Regions from separate parts of the Arachis hypogaea genome. Here region 1 is linked to region 2. The links are chromatin contacts, called in public Hi-C maps. All regions are on one chromosome and are shown on one strand. Each heading gives the region's core, a stretch centred on a gene start, on an enhancer-like site or on the middle of the called end of the contact. The rest is flanking DNA. Distances are from core to core; before and after follow the strand shown. Region 1 holds the start of LOC112755336. Region 2 has its middle 16 kb from the start of LOC112761789.

Evidence for each region. A called contact is a pair of places that touch in the nucleus more often than the background predicts.
Region 1: a contact with region 2 is called in a Hi-C map of leaf, with 3 times the contacts expected there. The contact joins the promoter of LOC112755336 here to the enhancer-like site in region 2. A contact is called at or near these places in 2 of 8 Hi-C or Micro-C datasets (leaf and an unstated tissue).

The regions. Positions count from the first base shown.
Region 1 is chr16:140,208,044-140,212,065 of arahy.Tifrunner.gnm2.J5K5, forward strand. It overlaps LOC112755336, which reads left to right and starts at 2,220. Exons shown (of 4, transcript XM_025803360.3): 1 at 2,220-2,595. The coding sequence starts at 2,491.
Region 2 is chr16:140,122,718-140,126,944 of arahy.Tifrunner.gnm2.J5K5, forward strand. No RefSeq gene overlaps it. Among protein-coding and RNA genes, the nearest start is that of LOC112761789, 16 kb to the left of the region's middle. Within about 2 kb of position 1,459, at least 2 of the 3 cell types and tissues checked have open chromatin away from gene starts, as enhancers often do.

The sequences.
Region 1 (4,022 bases), core at 970-3,469, 86 kb after region 2:
GGGGATTGGAGTATGCCATGCTAGGGACTTGAATCAGGCGTACATGATGAAAATTGGGTGGGGTCTAGTTGAGAAGAACAACAGTCTTTGGGCCAAAGTGCTTAGGTCCAAGTACAAGTTTGGAAGTCATATTCTCCCTATTGTCTAAAGAAGGAGTAAGGATTCGAACTTATGAAAGGGGGCTTTCTCTTCTTGGGATAAATTGAAAAGCAATACGATTTGAAGGATTGGGGATGGCTCAAAAATTTTGATTTTTGAAATCACCAGTGGGTTCCGACTGTAGGACATCTTAAACAGCATGCTGTAAGTAGTGAGTTCAATTCCAATTTATCTACTAATGACTTTCTCTCGGTTTCAGGTGCGTGGGATAAAAGAAAGTTCAGGGACTGGTTGCCGGAGGATATCGTGAAGAGAATAATGGCCATGGCTCCTCCTTCTCCTTGGAGAGACGTTGATCGATTAGGTGGGGGCTGTCGCAAGATGGATCTTTTAACCTAAAATTAGCTTACAATTCCTTATGCGAAGAGTTCCCCCTCCTAATTTGTTGTCCAATCGTATTTGGAGGTGGGGAGGTCCGGAAAGAGTGCATTACTTTCTCTAGCTGGTGGCAAACGATGCTATTTTAACAAATTACAATAGAAAAAGAAGACATATGACTATGTACTCCTCTTGCCCGAGATGTAATGCAGCAGACGAGACAACTTTGCATGTGTTTCGAGACTATTTTTTGGCCAAAGAGATCTAGAGTCGTCTCATTCCACAGGAGTACATAAATACTTTTTTTTATCCTTGATCTTCAAGCTTGGTTGACTTTTAATCTGTCCAAAAATCGCACAGTGGGGGAGAGGATCTTTGGTATCGTTGCTTCGTCCCTATGGTATGCAAAGAATTTGCTGATTTTTAAAGGGAAATACACCTCGCAGTATGCGTTGGTTCACTCTATCTAGGCTCGGTCAAGGAAGATAGAGAGTACCTCTTCTAAGTTACTAAAGCACAGGAACTTGAACATCAGTACAAAGCGTTTGATTGGATGGGAACCACCTCAAGAGATGTTTATCAAGATTAATGTCGATGGGTCCTTCTATAATCATAACAACAATGCAGCTTGCGGTGGCGTTCTTAGAGATTCCTTAGGAAGATTTGTGAAAGGTTCCTCCTGCAATCTGGGAAATTGTTCCATAATGCATGCTGAATTATGGGCAGTGATAAAAGGGTTGCAATTAGCTATGGCAAATGAATTGAATCACATTATTATAGAATCGGATTCTCATATGGCTATCAACATGATTAAGAACGGGTGCTCGTCTAATCATCCCTGCTTCCTCCTAATCCAAGATATCCTTGTTTTGTCTCGCCACATACAGGAGATTAATTGGCGTCACAACCTTTGAAAAGTAAATTTGGTAGCTGGTTGTCTGTTTAAGCAGGATCAGAGTCTATTGTTAGGAATTCATATATATGATACCCCTCTTCTTGCTATAGTTTATTCTCTTATTTCTGATTGTATGAGTGTTGTTAGGACAAGAAGTTCTGTCTAGACCTCTCCTTATTTTTCTCTTTTACTGTTTGAGATTCATCTGTCTAAAAATTTCTACTAGCTGTCCAAATTTTTCCAGCAGAACGTGAGGTAGCGAGTGAGTCACCCTTAAATTCGGATCGAGTGTCCCGTCGGATCGGTGGTCCATAGTCAGACCGAAATTCTTATCGGATTGAACTAGACATATCTAATTAAATTGTATTATATTTTATTAAAGTCACATTAAAAAATTTAAAGTTTAATATTTATCAATACTCGCATGCATCTAATTTTTTTTTCTGAAAAAGGAAATAAATAAAAATGAGATAGAGACAAAAAGCGATTTATGACTTTTATCAAAGTAGAACAGAAGACAGGGGATGGGAGAAGAATCTCCCCCCTACATAGAGCCATTGTCATCTCTAATAAAGAAAAAAAAAATATTTGGGAGAAAACTGTTTCCGCCTATGAGTGGGAAAGATGAGTGATGATTACTGTTGAGTCCCAAAGAGGACCCAACCCCACAACATGGCCACAGATACAGTACACTGACACTGCCTTTGGTGCAATTCATCGTATTCTGTGCACCAATTTGCAATTATAATACTCCAAAATAATATATCTCCTCAGTCCTCACTACTATTTAATAAAAAAAAAAAAGAAAAAGAAAAAGCATATCTTTTATGAGAATGACAAGAGAAATGGGGTCACTGCATTATAAAAATGATAGTGTCCTTTTCCTACTTTTGTCTTTATTTAGTATTTCCTTACATCACTTTTCCCCTCAATTTTTTTTCACATATATAAATCATTAAATTCTCTCTCTCTCTTTCTAAGTCTTCATAATCATCAAAGCTCTTAAAATCTCAAACACTTTGGCTGCTCTCTCCATTCTCTTCCTCTTCTTTCTTTTCTCACTGAAGCTTAGATTTTCCAAGACAAAATAAAAATAATAGGAAAGAAAGAAAGAAAAAATGTATGCAGAAACTGGTCTTTTCTTCCCGTATTTGCAGAACTTCTCTCAAGAGCTTCAACAGCTTGAGGAGTATTGCATGAACCAGAAATCCATTGATTCAATGGTACCTATATAACTCTCTTATTAATGCTTTTACTTTGTTCAATTTTCTTCAGCACCGCTTGCTTCATCTGCATTTGACCTAATGAGCTCTTCTACTTGCATGAACTAATTGAAATCTCAAAATTGAGTTGCTTGATTCATAGTACTAAGTTTGATGAGAAGAAAATTGAGTAGTTGATACTTATTTAATTTTTGTCAATTTATTTATTTAACACCATGTTTTTTTTTATCATTATTATTATTTCGTTTTGATCGTTCGCACCATCTCATTCAGAATGTTTTCACAGCTGGAGTTGGCTTTTATATGCTGGATCTGGAAAAAGTGTTACAAAAAAAAAGAAAAAAAAAAGAAGCATTGATGGAAAGTGTTATTAGTTGTGATACTTCCGTGTTCTGTGCAATTTCTTTCTTTCTTCTATTTTTAAATTTTAATTTTAATATTTTTGGGGATGAAGTGTGAACTCATAGTGGGGCTTGTCTTTTTGTGCCGCACTGAGGGAGGTTGATTGAAGGGGAAAAAATTAAAGTTCTTTTATTATTATTCTCTTTTTTCTTTATGGCAATGATAAAGAAAAGGGTTAGAGGAAAAGGACTAGTTTATGCTCAACTTAATAGCTTCATCATGGCTTTGTCTCGCACTAAAATTTTGTAGTTGGAGGAGAAAGGAGGCGATTATCATGCTAGTTTGCTTCTATTTCTCTGCACTACACAATTTTAAAATAATAAAGTCAGTAATAAACAAATAAATAAAGTACTTAAAAATTATTAGTAAGTGGGGTTGTTTCAACTTTCAAAATGACATGGATTAGTGTTTTGGTCATTGAAGTTTGAAACAACACTTTAGTCTCAAGCTTAAGATACTTTGATACTTGTTCACTTTATTCATTTATTTACTAGTTCCGGGTTATTATTATTACTGTTGCTCTTTATTTTTTTATATTTTAATAAATCAATGTATTTAGATATAATTTTGTTTTGGTACACTTTTTAATGTATCAAAGAACTAAAAGTGACAGATATGGTGAAAAGATTTTAGTATTTTCCCTCCAAATTGTTAACAAAAATTTTGATCCTATAATGAGATACCTGAAGCTATGGGCATGTTCCTCTGATGCTAGTTTCAATGTTTTCAGCCATCAACACATGGACTCATTCAAAGTCACAGCTTTTGGGGGGTGAAGCATGATGATCTTTGAACTAGCACTCATGTAACTAAATTCCAATTCAAATAAAAACTTGATCTGATCTCTTCTCTTGCTTCTCGCTCTTCCTTTCCCCGTGTGACGGTCTCAGCTGAATTTGTGCCCTTTTCATTGTTGATGCAAGGCTTCTGTTATGTTGTAGTTTCGCTACTATATATATCATACTTAATAATACAATAAAACTATTTAGTAATTGGCTCAGGGACACACACAAATATGACTCACA
Region 2 (4,227 bases), core at 209-2,708:
AATTAATTTTAGTCCGCATTTCCATTTTTTTCTTAAAGGACAAAACCAAGAGTTGATAAAAGGTAGCTAACTGTTTAGTGTCCATGAACTAGCGTACAAATAGGCTTACTTTGATTAGTGGTTTACTTTGATTTATACATAACATATTCAAATCAATATCCATTATTATAATACTCGATCCTATAATAAAAATGAGGTTCTGGATTGTCATGATAGTAATGATTATATCTTTAACATATTCTCTCGTGTAATAGCATCTTTTAATATTATATTATGATATTATTTCTCTTAAAAATTTAAATGAATAAAAAGAAACATGTTATATCAAAAAATTCAGATTGAGAGAGTCGAATCACTTTCTAAGTTAAAATTTTACCGAAGAATAGTATGTCTCCTGAATGATAAAAGACAAGAAGGTTGAGGACCTTAACGCATGCAGAAGAGGACAATCGGAATCGGTGGAAAGAGTGCCAATAAATTACAAGTCATCATCATTTATCTTTATTTGTATGAAAATAAGCTTGAAAGAGAAATTCATCTTGTGTATATTCGGAAATAAATATGTTTGTCATCACATGATATTCCTTGATAATAAGTATATAGTGGAGACATTGCTTTTGTTGTTTTAGGAATTTATATAAACTTGTGTATTCATTTTCATGAGGCCAAATTACTTATTATTCGTCTAATTGTTTGTTGGTTTTATCATCACCCTATTAATATATTAGTTTATAATTTTAATTATTTAAGATTTGGCATACTGTTTTTATAGAAGGCTATATTACTTAAAATGTATATTTTTCTTCTTTTATATTAAAAGATAACTTTTTTTATTTATTCCCTGATCTTTTTAACTTTTCCTTTAAATACTAAAGTGTAAACCACCAAAAATGAGTTAATTTTTTATAAAATGAAAATATTATTGGTGTTTTAGTTGAAAATGGGTGTAGTGTGTGTATTTATAAATTGATGGACGTGACAGAGGGAAGCTTCAACATGCAGGGGGTGTGTTGTCAGCAGCACGCGGAGGGCGTGGTTGTCACGTGACGAAGTCTGCTTGCTTGGTAATGCAACACGTGGAGGGAGTGCTGAGTCAGCACGTGGGGGCGTGTTGACACGTGTCTCAATCTCGTTGGTTGGTGAAGCAATATGTGGAAGGCGTGCTGAATCAACACGTGAGAGCATGTTGCCACGTGTTTCAGTCTGATTGGTTGGTGATGCAACATTCTCTTCTTCTTCTTTCTCGGTACATATATTTTTTCACACTACTAACTCGCTCTTCTTCTTCTTTCTCGGTACAAATGATGCATGAATGAGTCACGAAGAAGCTCAATTTATAGAGCTTCCCTACGTCGCTGGTTACCGGGATAGAGGGACTGTCCCCTGCATGCAGACCGCCTACAACATGCCCCGGCCGCCCCTTCCTCCTGTGTTGCTGTAGGCTCCTCAGAAACGCGCGAAAACCCTACAACGCTTCAAGGATTCTAAGGCAATACGCCCACCGCGTGTTGCCAGGGAACTGTCATCCGTCTGAACCCACCACAACACCACGCTCCCCGCATGTTGCCAGGGAACTGCCACGCCGTTGACGCACCCTGTCACCACGCTTCCTGAGTAAAAACACCAACGGCGGGTGTTCCATATGAAAAATAATTCTGCCAAAAATGCACTCGTATAAATTTATCATTGACAAAAATGCACTCGAATTTTGTTATCAACAAAAATGCCCTGAAATAATTTTAAAACGTGACAAAAATGTCCAACATTAAATATTTATTCTCAAAAAATGCTTTAGAGATTGAACTTTGATGCAGTTTTTTGCAAGCATAATTTAAAAAATGAGATATTTTTATCCTTAAAATTTGGTGATTTTTCGCTAAGTATATATTTTTTTGTGATTTTTTGTCAACAAACAATAATACTTTTAAAAAATCACAAAAATATATATATATATTTAGGGAAAAATCACTAAATTTTAAGAATAATAATACCTCATTTTTCTAATCATGCTTGCAAAAAATTGCATCAAAATTTAATATCTAAATCACTTTTCATATTTAATGTTGGATATTTTTGTCGTATTTTTAAATTATTTGAACGTATTTTTATCGATAGCAAAATTTAGGTGCATTTTTGTCAACAACAAAGTTATTTGAATGTATTTTTGGTGTTTATTCAATACTAAAATATAAAAAATATATAGAGAACATAGAGACAAAAAAAATAGTGCATATAATAATATTTGTTAAAGTTACTACAAAAATTATTGAAAGAATAATGTTTGGCTAGGGAGAATGACAAGAATGCATGGAAAATTAATTAATTAAAATAAATAAGGTCACGTGTCTGAATGTGTTTAATTTGATAGTTGCATTTTGCCATTTTTTCACCTCCAATAATATTCAAGTCAAGATTCCCCAGCTTCAAGCTATATATACCGTTCCCTCAATTATTGGAGTTTAAACAGAATAAAATTAAAATGTGAATGAGACAAGTAGGAACCCCATGAACTTAACCCTTCATATGCTTTGATGAACACACAGACAAAATGGTGGAGTGAAGGGCCACCAATAAATCATTTCACACAACACAAAATTCGGAAGTTTGGAAAAGAACAAGATGATAATAACAAAAGTAAGCAAACAAAAAGCTAGTAATAATTGAAGTAAAATCACAAGGGAACGGAAAGTACCAGTGATAATGTGAGTGTATGTGAAGGTGAAGCTGTACGCTAATTAGTTAAAAATGAATAGATTTAGTTATATTGTATCCTAAAAACATATATCACATCAAATTAAAATTGCAACGGATTAAATTGGCCCCATGAACTCAAATTCAAACAAATTTAAGTTGGTTGGAGATATAGTTAGCTTATTCGTATGTTTAACTATTTTGTATATGTAATAATTTATTAATCAATAACAATCATTAAATAGAATTTAGATTTGTAATTAATTAGTTAATTGTTTGTTGAGTTAGAAAATACAGTAAAAAAAAATTTAAATTCAAATTGAAACTATTAAAAAAATAAATTATTCTTTACATATAAGCATTTTTTTAGGTTAATTTTTTTAAATATTATCAAAAAATGAGTGTAATATAGGGATATTATGCTAATTTAGTGTAATGCACCCATATGGAAATTGAAAATACAATAAAAAAAATCGTTAGTAACGATTTCAAAATGGACAAACTGCTACGAAAATGAGACTAACGATTTTTAAATAGGACAAAAAATATAGAAAATAGAACTCATAATTTCAAGTAGGACAAAAATGTGTTTGGAATCTATACCATCATGAAATCGTTAGTGCCGATTTCCTTTTCTAAAAATTTAGAAATTATTTAATTCATAAACGTGAGTAACGATTTGTTTGTTAACTTCTCTATATATAGAGTGCGTGAATGTAATGTCTTGCAATTCTCGATCGATTCTCCTTGTTCTAATGCTCTTCTTCTACTTCTTATTCTTCTTATTATTATTTCTCTTCTTTCTTGTGTGCAAGCTATTTTTTTATTTCATATTTTCAGGTAAATTTTTTTTATTCATTTTAAGACTATGATATTTAGTTAATTCGTTTTAAAAATTATAATAGAAATATAATTTTCGTGATCACAAAAATGAATAATAATATTAGTTTTAAAATTTATTATAATGATCAAATTTTATCTGAAACAGCTGAAGGTGTGATATTTATGTGTAATAATCCTTGTATATCTGTTCTTTCTTTTATGGTGTCGTTTGAAGAATTTAAGAGTTGTATTTGTCAAAATATAGATCCTCATATGCCAAAGAGGGTGACAAATATTTTATACAAACGACCTATATTAGTATTCAGTGGGTTCGTTCAATTTCAGGCAATGTGCATCGATGATGACACAAGTCTGCAAGAGATGTTCTCAATCTACTATCAAGCCCAATCACAAGTGTCTGTTATTGAGTTGTATGTGGAGTTCGAACAATTACCGAATATGGTGGAAGAACATGATTATGATTTCGATTGGGAAAGTTATAACAGTGACAGCGAAGAGGAATATGAAGGCAATTACGATGTCGTTGATCCGAATGCAGACGAGGAACAAGAGGACTGCACCGTTGAGTCGGACGTAGAAGACGTCGCAAATGCACTAGCAAGTGAGCATCCATTCGAAGAACCGTCTTTCATGCGCGCTTTGGATCTTGATGCCATGAATGCTCCAGAATTTTCAGAGTATGCCGATGCAGGT